Linked DNA regions of Mus musculus: region 1 is linked to region 2. A link is a contact called in public targeted proximity ligation data. All regions are on one chromosome and are shown on one strand. The core of a region is the stretch at or near the end of the contact, and the rest is flanking DNA. Distances in the headings are between cores, read along the strand shown. Region 1 overlaps Il33 (interleukin 33). Region 2 has its middle 7.9 kb from the start of Gm36126.

Region 1 (4,044 bases), core at 1,063-3,562, 260 kb before region 2:
TAGGCTTGAGTCTGTGTACAGAGGGCTGTCTAATGATGACGCCAATGAGTCAGACAGCTTGCTGCTAGGCTAGGTGCTGGGAAGCAGTGGTGAACCAGTCAAAATCCTGCCTTCTGAAGCTTACTCGACACTGGCAGGCGGCTGTTGAGTAATATTCAGGCAAATACAATCTTCCCGAACACTGACGTCAGGAACCCAGAAAGGAGCTGGTGCTGAGGAAGGGCAGTCCCAACTTAATGTCAAAGGTCCTTCCACAAAGTGCAAGGAATCTGGGGGTGGGGCAGAAACGCCTTCTGTGCAAAGAACACTCCAGGGTAATGGTTCAGTTCAAGATGGGCATAATCTGCTTAAAGAACAGGGGGAGCCTGGTTGAACCACAATAGGCTATCAGGAACATAGTAGATGGGGGTAGAGATGGTAGAGAGCAGGAGGCATGTTTGGTTGGGCTCAAGAAGCCAAAGGAAGTAGCCTAGCCTCAACTTAAAAGACAGAAGGAGCCAAAGAAAAGGTTTTAAGCAATATGGATGTGATTTGACCTTTTTTTTTTTTTCATTTCTCTTTCTTACCTCCCTTCCTCCCTCTGCCCCTTCCTCCCTTCCCTCTCTCTTTTCTTTCCTTCCCTCCTCCTCTTCTTCTTCTAGATGAAAATTCACATATCCCAGACCTCGATACAAGTCGCTGCGTAGAGGACTTTTTAAAATTACATTTATTTGTTAGTCACGGGCCATGAATATCATAGGACAACTTGCAGGGACGGCTGCTCTCTTTTACTACACGGGTTCCAAGCATCAAACTTACAAGATTTAGCAGGAAGCACCTTTGCCCACTGTACCTAAGCTCAGTGACCCAGTCTGGGCCTTCTGACTCTCTTGACTCTGTCTCCATCGTGCCTAGAACCCAGGACTTTGCTCATGCTAAGCAATCACTCTACCAACTGAGCTTTGGGTCCTGGCCTTTCCCTTTTAAAAAAACTATGGCTACTATACAAGAAACATCTGAAGGCCAAGAAGAAGGGTGAGCGAGGAGTTTACAATAGGTCAGTCTTTAAAAAAATAAAATAAAACAACATATAATATATATATTGTTTAAAAAAATGTATGTGCACTGTACGTGCCTGTGTGCATTTATGCACACCATGCATGTGTGTGAGTGTGTGCCTACACAGGCTAAAGAGGGTCTCAGATCCCTGGAACTGGATTTACCAGTGGTTGTGAGTTGCCATATGTGGGTTCTGGCAGCTAAACCCAGGTCCTTCGCAAGAACAGCATGCGCTCTTAACTGCTGAGTCATCTGTAGCCATTAAGACACTCCTGAGTGAGGACAGTGTCCGTGAGGTGACTACAGCTTCACAGCTTTGGCCATTCATCTTATGTGAGCCAGGAGCCTTTTCACTAGCTATTTGCATATGGTTATCTCCCTGTTAGCGGCGTAAACAGTAGCTCACCTCTTGCCCAGGGATGGTCTGGCAAGGGCCACACTGCTAATTGTAAGTAAAGCCGGATCTGATAACAAGCTCTTTCCCTGAAGGCATGGGGAACATTGCTAGAATGGGATGATGTTGAATTCCAGGGCCTAAGTTCTAGTTTATGCTGTGTCAAGCCTTTATGGTCTAACATGAGAAGATTCATGAGTCTGTGATGGGAATCTCAAAGACATATTGCTAGTGCATAGAAAGAGGCAGTGTCCCCAAATGATCTGCTTTAGTTTTATTTCTACAGCTGTGATAAAATACTCCAACAAAAAGCAACTTGGGAAAAGGATGGTTTTACTTAAGTTCATAATTTCAGGTTATGTACCCCCGTGGGGGAAGTCAAGACAGGAACTTTAAACAGCTGTTCACATCTCATCGCAGTCAAGAGAAGGAAACAAATGCTTACGGGCTGGCTTGTTTGCATTCAGCTCAGTTTCTCCATTCCTATACTGCTTAGAAGTCCCCTCCTCCTCACCAGGGAATTGTGCCACTCACAGTGGGCTAGATCCCTCCACGTCCATTAACCAAGACCATCCCCCAAAGCCATCCGTACAGTGTGGCCCGCTGCACACACCCCCTTGATTAGGCTCTTTTCTCCAGACATTGTAAGTTATATCAAGTTGAAACCATCACATGGTCTTAGCTGATAGTCGATGGCTAAGCTTTCTAAGACAGAGTGACTTCATCACAGGACAATGCTGACGCACAGTGGGTCTCTTACACCAACTCTGTGCCCTCTTGGTTTTCACTTCCTTTCAGGCGGAGGCTGGAATAAGGGAAGGGAAAGCTGTCGTGAAAGCTCCCTCCTCCTCGGAGCTGAGTTACTTTCTCTTTCCTTCCTCCCACTGCTCTGAAATTTCCCTCTCCCTGGGAAAGGAAGTGCTCCCTGGAGAAAGCTGACAAAGCAATGAGTCTAGACAGATCACCCTCCAGAAGAGGGCGAGGACCACATTATTACTGGAAAGATTTCCTTTAAGCCTTTAAAGTGAGAGGCACTTAGTATTGGTTTTTAATTATTAAAAATTAATTTGCACACACACACACACACACACACACACACACACACACACACATACCTGTTTTTGCCCAAGGGGATCAAAAGAGGGTATTAGATGTGAGCTCTCTCACATAGATCCTAGGGACCCAATTTGGGTCTTCCGGAAGCATACCAGGTGCTTTTAAGCACGAGCCTTCTCTCCAGCCCCAGCTTTTATTATCTGTGATTCTCTGCTCTGCCTTGCTGTTGCTTCTTTGGATATAGTGTCCTCCCCATCAGCCTCTATCATCTCCCTCCACACCCTGTACCTTTTACGTCATAGGGCACAGGTGTCTGTCACTCATCAGTGCCCACCTGCTTCCACACCTGCAGAGCCTGGCTCACCTGTCCTTGCCAGTGATGCCGGAAAATGTTTCATTTTGACCCCTGGAGCGTAATCCTAATGTTTTATTTATCTTATCCTAATGGGACTCAGACTTCTTGTTCTTGGGTGGCGACACTTCCTAAAGTAGAGTAGCTGACCTTCCGGCTGGCCCATGCTCTCCAATCTTAGGTTGACCATTCAATTTATTCAGCTCAGGGCATCCTTTTATTTCCTGGCTTCCTCTCAAAACCTACTCTATACTTACACGTGTTTTGAATGTCCCTGATGTGTGTGCATTAAGTTTGGTGTGATTTTGAAAAAGATAGACTGGCTTCCTGGTCCTAGGATCCTAGGCTCAGGATCCCCATACTGCATATCCCCACCCCCACTTCTTGGACCTTTCACTGTTCTATCAGGTTTCCTGTCTTAAAAGCAAGGCGAGTGTATGTGTCCTGCGTGGTGTCTCCTGTCTCCCAGAATCCCCCTTGGGTACCTGCTTCTGCACCTACTCCTTTTTCACTCCTAGGATGCCATCCTGGTCCCCTCTGTCCACTGTTAGCTCCCACGCACAGGTGAGCCCACAGTGGTGTTTGCTGTTTCATTTTGTTTTTATGTATTCAGAACTGTTAGCACTAGAGGAAAGGTGCGTGTAACCACGTGAAGGATGTGCTTAACACATAGACCTTTGGCTTTAGTTTAACTCTGAAGGGCAAAACAAATTTTTCTCCTACATATAGAATAGGTTTTTAAGTAAAACTTAGTAAGTAAATACATAAATGACTTTTATAGAAATTCAAAATAAATATGAAATATCAAATAGGAATAAAGTGTTTGTTTCAGTTTCTCTTTTTTCTATTCCCAACCAGGGACACATTTTTGGAATTTACATTATACATTTAGTATATTGTAAATATATTAATTTATTACATATTAATATATTAATAAATGTAATAAAATACATTTAATATATTTGACCCTTGAATAAGCACCATGTGACTGGTTTGTGCTGCATTAAGTGTTTTATATAGTTACATATATAATATATATAATTCACACTTGATTAAGTATTGTGTGCCAAGTACCATACTTTATATAATTAACTTGGTCATCACAGCAATCTTGCCAGGGTGGTACTATGTTCTGTCATACCCAGATGAAGAAAATGGAGCACAGATAATGTAAGTAATTTACCCAAGGTACAATGTCTAAAAG
Region 2 (3,659 bases), core at 1,013-3,512:
CGAAGAAGTAATTCAGAGCCCTTCAGCCTTGCCCTGTTTTGATCTGAGATCTTCCTTTTTTTTTTTTTATTGCTCATACCAAGTGATACTGACCCTGTTGTGGTCAGGCACAGTGGTTCTCCGATCATCTCACTTGGTAGCTTGGCCTACCTTGAAGCCATCACCCTCAGCTCCTCCCTGGGCAGAGGTAGTGTCCCATATATGACGATATGACCATGGATAATTAAAACATGAAGAACACCTTGTCTTTGGTAGCATGCACGTTTGTGCCAGGCAGTGGTGACTCAAGTGTTAATCCAAGCACTTAGGAGGCAAAGGCAGATCTCATCTGAGTGCGAGGCCAGTCTGCTCTACAGAGTGAGTTCCAGGACAGCCAGAGCTACACAGAGAAACCATCTGGAAAAACAAAACAAAAACAAACAAAAAGGGGCTGGTGAGATGGCTCAGTGGGTAAGAGCACCCGACTGCTCTTCTGAAGGTTCGAAGTTCAAATCCCAGCAACCACATGGTGGCTTACAACCACCCATGATGAAATCTGACTCCCTCTTCTGGAGTGTCTGAAGACAGCTACAGTGTACTTACATATAATAAATAAATAAATCTTAAAAAAAAAATAGAGAGCTTTATTTTTTTTAATTGTGGACCAGCCAGATGAGGTGGCACACACCTTTAATCTCAGCACTCAGGTGTGGCAGGAGTATCTTTGTGAGTTTGAGTCCAGCCAGGTATACACAGTGAGTTCCAGACCAGTCAGGGAAAGTTATACAATGGGACCTTCTCTCTCTCTCTCTCTCTCTCTCTCTCTCTCTCTCTCTCTCTCTCTCTCTCTCTCTCTGTGTGTGTGTGTGTGTGTGTGTGTCTCTGTCTCTGTCTCTCTCTGTCTCTGTCTCTCTCTCTCTCTCACACACACACACACATGTGGACCAAAGGTGTTGTCCATATTAAGATATCTGCTGAAGTCACTAAATGTTGACTGTTGATTAAACCAAAAAAAAAAAAAGTTTCCTTTTCCTCTTCTGAGACCATGCTTGGAGGCGTTCAACCTGGTCTAACACTCGACAGTCATAGGCCTTTCTACAGTGCCACCTCTAACAAGACCAGGCTGTTTCAATACCCTGGCGGTGGGACCGTTCACCTTTACACCAAGAAGGTTGGGAAAGCACCCCAGTGCACATGTGATGTGTACCCAGGCATACTTCCAGGCTCAGCATATCAAACCTAGTCCTTATGAGCTTGTTTAAAAAAAAAAAAAAAAAAAAAAAGCAACCAAAGCTATTATGGGATGGAGCTTGCTTCCTTATGGAGGAGCAGAAAATTGTTGTGAAAGTGTTGAAGGCACATACACAGAATAAATATAAAGCTCTTAGGTTAAAAAAAAAAAGTGGGCAGGGTGGTTCAGGGTGAGCGTGGGAGGTTATAACTTTTATGGCCACTAGAGCTACGGTCCACAGCATGTTCCTGTTTGCCTAATTAGCAAATCAGCTTTATTGCATCCCTCGTTGATCATTCTGAATTAGTGTAGAGCCAGACAAGTGTGAGAGACAAAAGTGAATAGAAACATGCCTGGCCAAATGACTTCAAGGTTAAAGCCACCTGCCGCCGAATCTGATGACCCGAGTGTGAACCTTAGGACTCACATGATAGAAGGAGAGGAGCCATTGCCTCAAGTTGTTTCCTGACCTCTGCACATACATGGTGAAATACCCTCCAACACACCACACACACACACACACACACACACACACCACACACATTAAATAAGTAGAGTTTTAAAAATTAATGGAACATGGCTCATTGTGTTCCGTGGCAGAAAAATGTATGCCCAAAGTACTGAGGTATTCCCCCATCTATACGTTCTTCTTTATGAAGCTCTCTGAGCTTATATTGGCTTCTAAGAAGTCTCTGCTAGGAGATACGTTTTCCCAACAGCTTCTTGAGATCATGCCTAAGTTTACTTGGATCTGAATGCTTGTTGAGAAACAACTTGAATGGCAGTAAATAAAAGAAAATACAGCTGTATAGCCTAGTCCAGTGCCTGGTAGACAGTTGCTTCTCAATAAATTCTAGTACCTCTCTGTGTGGAGCATCAACCCTGAACCAGGCCATGCTCACAAGAAAACTAACACAGTTCTTAAGAAATAATTAATGTCAGGCTTTGGAAAGTTAGGGTAAGTTGAGACACGAGGCCCGTGGTCCTCAGTTTTTATCTTTCCTGACTCATGAGAGGCGTTGCTAGCTGATCACTGGCCTTTGCCACAGAGCCTGACCTTAGCTCTAGAATCCTCTCTCTGATCTAATCATTTGCAATTCCGGGCCAGGAGAAAGAGGCTGGGGGTGGGGAAACGTCTTTCTTATTTGGTTTTAAGGTGAGGTTGCATAGTTTTCAGGAGTCATTAAATCCCTCTGACCCCGTGTTAACTCATCTGTGAGACGGAGTCTGTCTTCTCACGGGACCATCCCATACAGCTGTTCTGGAGCAAAGAAAAATGAGGAAGTGTTTGGAGACCGAACAGAACAAGGAAGTCCCAGAAGGGCAGCCAGTCACTCACCTCTGCTGGCAGGAGAGTTCCATTAAGGCATATTTTAACACGGAGAAGATCTGGGCTGGGCTTGGGGATTTTGTTTGTTTGTTTGGTTTGGTTTTTTTGAAGCAGAGTCTTGCTTGTGGACCATGCTGGCCTCACATTCACTGTTGTCCCCTTGCCTCGGCCTCCGACTAGAATCTTGTCTCAAAAGGACTTTTCCAGAGCCAGTTGAGATGGCTCCACAGGTAAAGGCGCTTGCAGTGTAAACCTGGGGACCTGAGTTCAATCCCCAGGGCTGTGAAGTACCCTGCCCCACCCCACCCCCAAATTAAATTAAATCAATAAAAAGTGACTGCGGTAACATTTTAAAAAGGACTTTCTTCTTATAAATAAGGAAGAAAGCAAAAGAGAAAGCAGAGTAACAGAAGACACGGCCTGGAGACAGACGCACTAGGATAGGTTACGTTCCAGTTAGGACTCTTGCCCAACAACCCAACAACTTGGATCTTTGCAATGGGATACTCGGCTTCTGTAGGTCTCACAGTCTTACAAAACAGGACAATCAACACCCATCCATCAAGGCTATTGGAAAGTGAAATAAGTTCATATTTATAAGAAGGACCTGGGCAGAGCTGGGCAGATAGGAAAAACTTAAGGAACTCAGCAACTTGACGCCGCCCCCACCCCGACCCACCCCGGGCAGCATCATGGTGGTACGAATTGAGTTTCTCACGCATCGCCTGTCCATCCGTCCTTCCAGTTTCCACTGAACATGCTCACTTTGTGATGAGCTGGAGAGGATGTGTGTTGCTATTAAACTTTTTTATTTTAATCTCAGGACCATCAGGAGAGGAAAGGCGGCCATTTCGCACAACGTGAATGGAGCCCCTCCTCAGCATTCAGCTTCTTTCGCAGTTTTATCCCGTTTAGCTTTCGGAGGTGCCTTTCCTTACAACTCCACCGCCACGTGCCCGAGAGGAACGAGGGGGCCTCCGTGGCATACAGGCAGATGTGGGCTCGCAGGAAGATCACTTGGAAGGTTTCCCAGCACTGTGTAGCCTGTACCGAGGGTCGGGAGGGATGAGAGGGGCCTCTGCCTTTCTTAGAGAAGGAGCTCGAAAGCCAACAGTTCTA

Evidence for each region.
Region 1: a contact with region 2 is called in a targeted proximity ligation map of extraembryonic endoderm stem cells. A contact is called at or near these places in 2 of 484 Hi-C or Micro-C datasets (the HPC-7 cell line and liver), 7 of 130 datasets of targeted methods (the 230-238 cell line, embryonic stem cells, extraembryonic endoderm stem cells and 2 more) and 1 of 9 other capture datasets (pancreatic islet).

The regions. Positions count from the first base shown.
Region 1 is chr19:29,938,664-29,942,707 of GRCm38.p6, reverse strand. The region is part of intron 1 of Il33 (interleukin 33); the gene reads right to left. Among named protein-coding and RNA genes, the nearest start is that of Gm41832, 14 kb to the right of the region's middle.
Region 2 is chr19:29,674,489-29,678,147 of GRCm38.p6, reverse strand. No RefSeq gene overlaps it. Among named protein-coding and RNA genes, the nearest start is that of Gm36126, 7.9 kb to the left of the region's middle.